Linked DNA regions of Sus scrofa: regions 1 and 2 are each linked to region 3. A link is a contact called in public Hi-C and promoter capture Hi-C data. All regions are on one chromosome and are shown on one strand. Each heading gives the region's core, a stretch centred on a gene start, on an enhancer-like site or on the middle of the called end of the contact. The rest is flanking DNA. Distances are from core to core; before and after follow the strand shown.

Evidence for each region. Promoter capture Hi-C pulls out the DNA fragments that hold promoters and counts their contacts. A called contact is a pair of places that touch in the nucleus more often than the background predicts.
Region 1: a Hi-C map of liver shows a contact between it and region 3, with 9 times the contacts expected there. The contact joins the enhancer-like site here to the promoter of GADD45G in region 3. A contact is called at or near these places in 4 of 5 promoter capture datasets (fetal liver, liver and skeletal muscle), 3 of 47 Hi-C or Micro-C datasets (all in liver) and 1 of 2 datasets of contacts at active chromatin or transcription factors (skeletal muscle).
Region 2: a promoter capture Hi-C map of liver shows a contact between it and region 3, with 17 times the contacts expected there. The contact joins the enhancer-like site here to the promoter of GADD45G in region 3. A contact is called at or near these places in 4 of 5 promoter capture datasets (fetal liver, fetal skeletal muscle and liver), 15 of 47 Hi-C or Micro-C datasets (embryonic fibroblasts, epiblast stem cells, fetal heart ventricle and 6 more) and 2 of 2 datasets of contacts at active chromatin or transcription factors (alveolar macrophages and skeletal muscle).

Annotation. Positions count from the first base shown.
Region 1 is chr14:1,317,988-1,320,854 of Sscrofa11.1, forward strand. No RefSeq gene overlaps it. Among named protein-coding and RNA genes, the nearest start is that of GADD45G, 150 kb to the left of the region's middle. Within about 2 kb of position 1,519, at least 5 of the 83 cell types and tissues checked have an H3K27ac peak or open chromatin away from gene starts, as enhancers often do. A contact at or near this core is called in fetal liver and liver, where this site is marked.
Region 2 is chr14:1,379,663-1,382,710 of Sscrofa11.1, forward strand. It overlaps LOC110256747 (a long non-coding RNA gene), which reads left to right. Exons shown (of 2, transcript XR_002338666.1): 2 at 1-340. Among named protein-coding and RNA genes, the nearest start is that of GADD45G, 220 kb to the left of the region's middle. Within about 2 kb of position 1,444, at least 26 of the 83 cell types and tissues checked have an H3K27ac peak or open chromatin away from gene starts, as enhancers often do. A contact at or near this core is called in fetal liver, fetal skeletal muscle, liver and 1 more, where this site is marked.
Region 3 is chr14:1,164,562-1,167,657 of Sscrofa11.1, forward strand. GADD45G (growth arrest and DNA damage inducible gamma) reads left to right here and starts at 1,439. Exons shown (of 4, transcript NM_001185129.1): 1 at 1,439-1,584; 2 at 1,846-1,947; 3 at 2,078-2,291; 4 at 2,371-2,977. The coding sequence starts at 1,532. The coding sequence ends at 2,481.

The DNA of each region.
Region 1 (2,867 bases), core at 269-2,768, 150 kb after region 3:
CTCCTGTCTCCACTGTCTTTCCTTTTATGGAGGAAAATTTCGGCCTCTTTTCCACCTGAGGTATTTACTATTCTAAGATTCCTCCAGACTTTATTGAAGCTCTGAGGAAAGTCTTTTTTTTTTTTTTACTTTCTTTTTATGGCTGCACCCATGTTATATGGAAGTTCCCTGGCCAGGGCTGGAATCAGAGCTGCAGCGGAGGCCTATGCCACAGCCACAGAAATGCTGGATCCTTAACGCACTGAACCAGGCCAGGGATTGAGCAGGTCAGGGATGGAACCCGCATCCCCTGCAGAGACAATGTCAGGTCCTTAACCTGCTGAGCCACAATGGGAACTCCTAGGGGAAGTCTTATGAACTGAAAATTAGTAATTTAGACAACATAGCAAATAATTTTTTAAAAAGTTCATGCCGCTGGTGCAGCCCTAAAGAGAAAAATGACAACAACCATAACAAGTAAAAGACATTAAACAAAAAAAAAGTGATCAGAATGAGGGGTAGCAGTAACAGTAAAATATTCATGTGTGGGTGTGTGGGTGTGAGTAAAACACCAGCAATTGCAGGCTGAACTACTTTGTTTCATAATGAAAGATGCTACAGGGAAATCTTAGAGATACTTATTTACCAGACACTCTGGCCCTAGACTAATTTCTTGGAGAATTGATTTCATTTAAAAGACACCCTTAGCCTTTACCTAGAAGTGCAGAGGACCTCCCACTGGGATGCTTTCTGGCTCCAGATCCTTTCTGCAACTCATTTGCCTTGAAATCTGGCTTAAGATCATGCGTGATTTTGCAAAGATCCTGGTCAGTTTCCATTTGAGGCTGACGCCTGTGCTTAGTCAAAAGTCGAATTCTTGATTCTTTCCCACCTGGGTTTCCAGCTTTTAGAGCAGTCAGCCTGGGGGGCTTCGTTTGGGTGACAAGGGCTGTGTTTCCCTTTTGTGACTTCCTCTCACCCTCCATGCGTCCAAGTAATCAGAGAGCTCAGTAGTGAAAGAGCACAACTCTGAGCCAAGCCAAATGAAATGTGTTTTCATAGTGGCACTGCAATGATTATCTATCCTTCCTGTGCCCAAATGCTAGGATGACATTTGGGGAGAGACTGAAAGCCGTGTCTTTGATGACTCTTTCTGTGTGAGCCAGATGCTAGATGGACAGATAGAACTGAAATTGTAGCAAAGCAACAAGTGAACCATCATTGACATGGAACCATAAATATTTCTATTGCCATGGAGTCCCTCAGGAAACAAGATCTTGTTTACACCTAAACACACTCGAATTTATAGACATACGAGAATTCTATGTTGACAGCAAGCATCGAGGATCTAAAGAACCAAAAGAGTTCGGGAGACACGGGTTCAAGGCTGGAGATGGTCAGGCAGGTCTGAGAGAGCAGAGGCATCAGAGGTGGAGGGAGCTGCCTGCCGGGAGCGGGGAAAGGAGCCTGGGTGCTGGGCTGTGGGCTGAAGGATATGTTACCGACTGGGTAATGACGACCTCTTTTTATGGCTCTCTGTTATCACGGAGGCAGTGACAACAAGGCTGCGAGGCTGACAGGTCATCTGGAGTTGGGTAATATTCTAGCACATATTGATCTTGGATTGGCCCAGATCCAGGTTAATAATGAGTGTTTTCTTTCCAAAAGCAACTTTCTTTGCCCTTACGAAATAAAAATACTATGCAACTCCTGTATCTGCAAGCCCTTCAGAGGCTGGTTCAACAGAGGTCTCCATGACACGAATTCCAGAATTTTATGAGGCCTTCTCTATCTAATTCCCTGGTGAATGAAGACCTCTGAGCTGTGAAGGGACCCCTCACTCGTGTTTCCTGTCCCTTGTGCTCAAGCTTACAGACCCAGCTGCTGCCTCCCAGTGTCCCTCAGCAAACTATTCAGGTCCAGGGTCCCCTGTATGTCGCAGCCCAATGTGGAGCAATTCTGGCTGGCACAGCATTGGGGGGGGGGTACTTTTTCCCACCACATTTGTCCTTTTGTCATGTGGGATTTCACAGGGTGGCTATTTGGACCCTTCAACAGAGAGAAACCTCTTATAGATTCGAGCCTTAAAAAGCACACATGCCACAAACCAGTAAGACACCGAGTGTAGTAACTGTTTGACTTTGCGTTTAGAAGGAACATGGTTAATGTTTAGTTCGGAAAACCAGTGATGTTTGATAGTCAAGGTTAGTGTTTGGGGAGACTTGAAATGACAACATTAGTGAGTCCCACAGGTACTTGTCATGAACTCCCCATTCCTCCTTACCTGGCAATAAACCCCATCATGCCCATGCAGAGCTGTCTGCCGTGTCCTTCATCACCAGGGTGCAGGTCCCAGTTTGGTCTCAGCTGAGGCCCTATTTCAAATACAGGCACAACGCCGTCTGGTGATGACTCTCACCCAGTTATCTGATGTCGTCATGGGGATAACTCTAGGAGGGTGACTTTGTTTGTCTCCCAACCCGCACCAGGTTCATGTCCTGTGGACATGTGGACTTGTGAGGTGGACACATCTTATAGACTTGTTTTTCCCTCTGGTTTTTCATAACTCTGCAATGAGTTCCCTTGTGGCTCAGCGGGTTAAGGATCCAGTGTTGTCTGTGCTGTGGTTCAGATGGCGACTGTGGTGCAGGTTCGATCCCTGGTCTGGAAACTTCCACATGCTGGCGGCACGGCCAAAAAAAAAAAAGGAAAGAAAGAAAGAGAAAGAAAAGAAGTGACCACAAATAGCTCTTTAAATAAAAGTCAGGTAAGGAAAGCAACTATTTCATGGAAAAGGAGATCCTGTGTAAAGAGAATACCTACTTCACAGATGCATTTTCATTCTAGTTCCCCTTTACACTTTGTCATTGTCCTATAGAGATGAGGCA
Region 2 (3,048 bases), core at 194-2,693, 220 kb after region 3:
ATGTTTCCACCAAGAGAACATGGTGGAGATGGTGATAGGAGTCGCTTCTGTCCTGATCTCCTCTTGGTTGTCTTGCTCCTGCGACCCTTGCTCTTGAAGCCCCACCACCATGTTGGAAGCAAGCTGGGGGTACCTGCAGAGGTTGGGAGTTCCTGCTGGAAGCCCTGCTGGACCACCAGACATAGGAAGGACTGGTCCTCAGGGGGTCCCTCCCAGACGTTGAGTCCCCAGCAGAGGTCCCAGACACCACTGGGCAGAGACAAGCCACCTGCTGCTTCCTGTTCGAATCCCTGACTCATAGGAACCCAGAGAGGTAATAAAGAATTACTGTTGTTCTGCATCACTACGTGACTCATTCAACCATCTTATCTAAAGGAGCGAGGGCTGACTGGCCACAGATCCTAGCATGACCCCTTCTTGACGTCTGCCTTTAAAGGAGGATGTGTGAGAGCCAGGCGTGTGGCGGGGACTCAGGGAACAGGAGGAGCGTGATTGTCACCAAGGGCCGGAGGGTTCCTCTTCCACCTACTTCTTTTAGCTCCATCGTGATTTGTCAAAACTATTGACAGCAGCAATCGGGCCTGCCTCTAGAAATAGCAAAGAAAAAGCCAGAGGCAGGAAAGCTTTGGGAGAAACCTAGATACCTGAGTTCCATGGGAATTCAAAGAAATAGCGGGATCCTTAAGAACCCTCATCTTTCAAGTGACTTCTCTAGGCACCAAGTATTTTTTAGCTCATTATGTCCATCATATTTCCACCCCCACCCCCACTGCCCCCAGGGTAAAGATGGACAATGCTTCATCTTTCCGAGGTCAGGGGTGGTGGAGGAGTGGGGGAAGGGGTGGTGGGGGGTGGCGTGGCTGTGTCCTCTGAGTAGCACGTGATGTCAGCACGCCAGGGGGTTCTTTGGAGTGTGTCCTGGAAATGTGAGAAAGCATGCAAGGCATCTGACACCCTGTTACCTAGAATCGAATGTTTTCATGACATTTTGCCCAGCTGTACCTTTATATAGTTGGAGGGCGCAGAGATTATGCAGGTTCAAAGCGATTAAGCTTTCTTCCCCACCCAGCTGCTGGGGAATGATGCCTGGCATATGGACGATGGATAGGGTTACTCACTCCAAAGTGTGCTGGGAAACCTGTCTTTATGTTAGTTTAGTTTTGTTTAACAAGTAGCCCAGATCATCCGTGGCCATGCACTGGGACAGGAGGCCGCTGTCTGGAAGCCAAATCCCACGTGTAGGAGAGTAAGTCTGCCTGAACAGCCACATTTAGTATCTCCGGTCAGGTGGGGGGTTCTCTGCCATCGACCCCCCCAGAATTGTGTACACTTGTCTGAATCCCCACAGGGGCCCTGTGGCTTTGCGGGGGAGTCACGGACTGGCCTGAACTAAGGTGGGAGCCATCCTGTGCTCCCCACCTGCCGGTTCCGAGCTCGAGGCTGCCTCCCTTGGGCTCTGAGTCTCTTCTTCTGGGGTTGCTGGGGGGAGGCTGGAACTCAAATGCACTTTCCAGCTGGAAGGACTGCCATTTGAAAAATCCCAGGCAGCTCCTGAATTCCAGGGAGGGGCCTGGGATTTGCACTGGGAGGGGCCTCCTCTCCCAGGGCTGCCGGGCTAAATTGAGAGGGCAGCTTATAGGCCTGGCCTCTAGGAGAGAGGGTGCTATGGGGACACCGCCTTGCTCTGGGAAGGCAGCCAGGAGCTGGGCAGGGGCTGGCCCCAGAGGGACTTGCAGCTTGGCTGGGGTGTGGATGCTGGAAGAACACACACGGGGAAAGCCAGTTCCAGACCTGGAGGAGTGACAGCTGGGGAAAGCAGGTCTTGCCTCCGAGGGCAGCCACAGGCGGCCACCACAGAGGTCGAGTGGCCCTCTCCCCAGGGTCATTGGCTGCAGGGAGCACACAAGTCCTGGTGGCTGGAGAGAAGGCTCCACAGTGCCCATTTCAGAGCAGGAGCAAGGCTGGCCCCAGGGGACAGCCAGGGATCCCAAGATGTGGCCCCAGGGTGGCCTTTGTTCTCCAGCAGTTCTGCCACTGTGGCTTGGGGGGAACCCAATAGTGCGTGCGCGTGCACGCACACGTGCATGCGCGCGCGCGCGTGTGTGTGTGTGTGTGTGTGTGTGTGTGTTGGGGGAAGAGATGAAATAGGGGAGGGGGATATGGGGTAGAGGAGATGGGGGAGGTGGGGGAGGGGAAGGGGACGAGGGAAGTGGGTGCAAAGGGGAGTCAGAGGAGGTGATAGGGTTGATGGGGCAGGAGAAGATGGGGTGGGGGAAGCAGGAGGGGTGGGGAAAGTAGATGGAGTTTGGGGAGGTAGATGGGGAGGGGGAGGTAGAATGGGGGAGGGGGAAATGGGGTGCAGGAGGTGGGGAAGGTGGATGGGGTGAGGTGGGGGCATTTCTAGTCCCAGGCAAGACAGCCCTGCCAGGGACAGGCTCAACAATCTCCATTTCCTCTCCTCCTTGATGTTCTGTGACTTAAACACCACCTGTGAAACAGATGCAAACCTCTTGGGACTGCACAGAGGGAAACTAGGTTTTGTTTTTTGTTTTTTGTTTTTTTTTGTCTTTTTTCACTGCATAAGGAAGTTTCCAGGCTAGGGTTTGAATCGGAGCTGTAGCTGCCAGCCTATACCACAGCCACAGCAACGTGGGATCCCAGCCGCATCTGCAACCTACACCACAGCTCATGGCAACGCCGGGTCCTTAACCCACTGAGCGAGGCCAGCAATCAAACTTGCATCCTTACGGATATTAGTCAGGTTCATTCCCACTGAGCCATGATGCTAACTCCTGGAAAGCGGATTTCACATACACCGATGGCTGAGGCAGGGGTGAGGTGGTGGCCCCTGAGATGGAGGCTCAGGGTTAGGGACCTTTCTTTCCAGAAAGCCCGCCTGCCCTGGCTGATGTGCCCCTGTTGTGCCCAGACTCAGCGGGTCTTGGGCATGCGCTCTGTGGGCTGCCCTGATGCGCAGGGGTCTGGCCCAGGAGGCCAGTGGTGCTCTTCAGGGCACAAGGGCTGCAGGTGGTCGTGGCCCAGCTTTAA
Region 3 (3,096 bases), core at 189-2,688:
CACCCCGGCCCGCAAACAGTCCTGTCCAGTCTCTAAGGCCTCATCTAGAAAAGAGGGGCAATGGAATGCACCGCAGCACTGGTTTCAACGTAGAGCAGAGAGATGCAGACACCAAAAGTGATAAGTTGAGTGAGCGAAGGGTCTTTTCGTTTGTCCCCAACTCCTTCCGGCGTGGGTTTTGCAGCCTTTCTTCTGACTTCTGTTAATACGCAGCTTGGAGGGAGCTCAGCCGACCCTACCAGGGCAGCTCCTTGACCAGGAGGCTGCAGGCCAAGTCACTAGTGGTCAATGCAAGTGTAGGGGAGGGAGGTGGTCAGGATCTTTCCTGCCGGCCTGTAGATGGCGCTCCGGGAAAGATATTCCGAGCCGCGTTCCCCAAGCTCTAGGGGCCTGGAGCCAAGGGGTCCGGGCTGAGCGCAGCCGGCTGTGTAAATGGTGCAGCAGCCAGGTGTTCCTTCCAACTGCCACCGCTGTTCCGCACGTGTGCAAGGACCCGGTGGGGCGGAATTACATGCAAACGTGCCGCTGGTGCAGCAGGGCCTGTGCGGGGGTGGGGGTGGGGAGCCGCGCACCGAGGAGGGCAGGAGCGGCACGCGGCCCCGACCCCCACGCGCCAGGCAGCCCGGCGACCCCCACGAGCGGCAGGGCCCTACCCACCCCACCCAGCGGCAGGTGGACAGTGTCGCTATGAAGAGAAAGCTTCGATTGTCCCTCCCACAAACCGCCACACGCCAGACCTCCGCTATTGTGCGTCCTCCATAGAAATGCAAACGAGCCGCGTGCGCCGGCCGCAATCTGCTCGGGAGCCCCGGCGCCCCGCAGCGCTCTGCAGAGGGCGGGGAGCTCGGGTGGGACTTTCCAGCGCGACGGGGTCGGAGCCTTGATTCTGCAGGGAGAACCTCGCATTCCGGGCCCTAGTGTCAGGTGGAGGGAGCTGCGCCCGGGCCTTTTGCAAGCTTAAAGCCAGGACTGTGTGTTTTTAAGTTCCGCTTTAAAAGCTACTGTCTCATAAACTCCAAATTAAGAGTAAAGAAAAAATAGAAAGGTAACAACAAAAATAAATGCAAAAATAAATTCATTAGATTCTCCAACGGTGCATTTCACAAATTGCAGCGTACTATTAGCTAGCAAGGGTTTGGCTTTTTTTTTTTTTTTAAACTTTTCCCTTTTAAAGACTTAAAAACAAAAAGGCTAGATGAAATCTGCAGGCTCCAGGCTGCCTGGTAACACCCCGACAAAAGCAGCAGATTTGAGGCATTGTCATCCCCCGCACCCCTCCCCACGTGGCCTTCTGGCACGAGCCGCCGGCCGCCGCCTCATTTGCATCAGAAAGCGGGCGCCGGCCAATGGGCGCGCAGGCTTGCGCCAGCTGGCGGCGCCGAAGACCCAGCCTATATAAAGGCGCGCGGCGGGACCCGGGCTCACTCGCTGGCGGTGGGCACGCCGAGCAGAGCTGCGGGCTGATCTCTCTTCGCTCGCGTCCGCTCCGCCCTCTGCTTTTGTGGATAACTTGCTGCTTGCGGATCGCAACATGACTCTGGAAGAAGTTCGCGGCCAGGATACGGTTCCAGAAAGCACGGCCAGGTAAGTCCGCGCTGAGCGCCGAACGTCTCAGGGCTCCGGGATCCTGGTCCTGCCCTGGCCGCGGCTGGTTGGGCGCAGTCTTCGAAACCTTCCGGGGTGGGGGTCCGCTGGGTAGAAGTCAGGCCCAAGTGTTTCCGCTGGGCTGGGGGTGCGGCACTGGGCTGGAGCGCCGGAGTCGGGCGCCGGGGGTGCCTCCCAGGGCTCGGGGGTCCTGGCTCACCCTCCGGCCTGTCCACGCTCATGGCGGTGGCTCCTCCACAGGATGCAGGGCGCCGGGAAAGCACTGCACGAGCTGTTGCTGTCGGCGCAGCGACAGGGCTGCCTCACCGCCGGCGTCTACGAGTCCGCCAAAGTCCTGAATGTGTGAGTATAGACGCGGTCCGGGCGAGGCGGCCGGGGGCGGGCAGAGCGGCAAGGGAGACCGGGGAGAAGGCGGCACGGGGCACCCGGGGCACACCGATCTGACCTCTTCACCTCCTTCTCGCTCGCGCAGGGACCCCGACAACGTGACCTTTTGCGTGCTGGCTGCTGACGAGGAAGACGAGGGCGACATTGCGCTGCAAATTCACTTCACTTTGATCCAGGCGTTCTGCTGTGAGAACGACATCGACATCGTGCGTGTGGGCGATGTACAGCGGCTGGCGGCGATCGTGGGCACCGGTGACGAGGCGGGCACGCCGGGAGACCTGCATTGCATCCTCATTTCGGTGAGTGTCGCCTCCATCCCGATGTCATCCCTGCCCTTGCCAGCGGCCAGCCCGGTTGACCTCTGGACTCTCTTCGCAGAACCCCAATGAGGACGCGTGGAAGGACCCCGCCTTGGAGAAGCTCAGCCTGTTCTGCGAGGAGAGTCGCAGCGTCAACGACTGGGTGCCCAATATCACCCTCCCCGAGTGACAGCCCGGCGGGGGTCTTGGTCTGATCGACGTGGTAACGCCCCGGGGCGCCTAGCGCGGGGCTGGCTCTGTGGATGCGCCCTAGGAGGGCGCCCGAGTGCGGCGTGGAGACTGGCAGGCGCCGGCGCGTGGAGAGCGGCGAGGAGGTGCGGCTCCCTCCCGAGGAGGGGCCCGGCGGCGACAGGGGCAGGCTGGCCCCAGCCCAGGACTCTACAAGTGTGGGGAGCGGTTGCTCGCCCAGGAAGGCCGGAGGCGGGACGTTGGCCGCGCGGCCGGGAAGGACAGACTGGCCGGGCAGGCGTGACTCAGCAGCCTGTGCTCCCGGCAGAAAGGAGGGGAAAGGCAAGGCCAGGAGGCCTGGACTTGTACAGTAACAGAAGCTCTGACGGACTTAGCAGTAGGCACTGCTGTTTCAAAACGGATCCGGGCGATGCTTCGTTTTCTAAAGGATTATGCTGCTGCAGCGTTGAGTCTTACAATAAACTTACTGAAAAAAACTTAACTCTCTTTATTGAGGGCAGGGGATCTTTGTCTGAGGGGAAGGTGGTTAGCGGGATTGCTGACGATTTCTGAAATTCCCGGAACTCGCTGGCACCTGTTCCATCTTCCTGTTAGG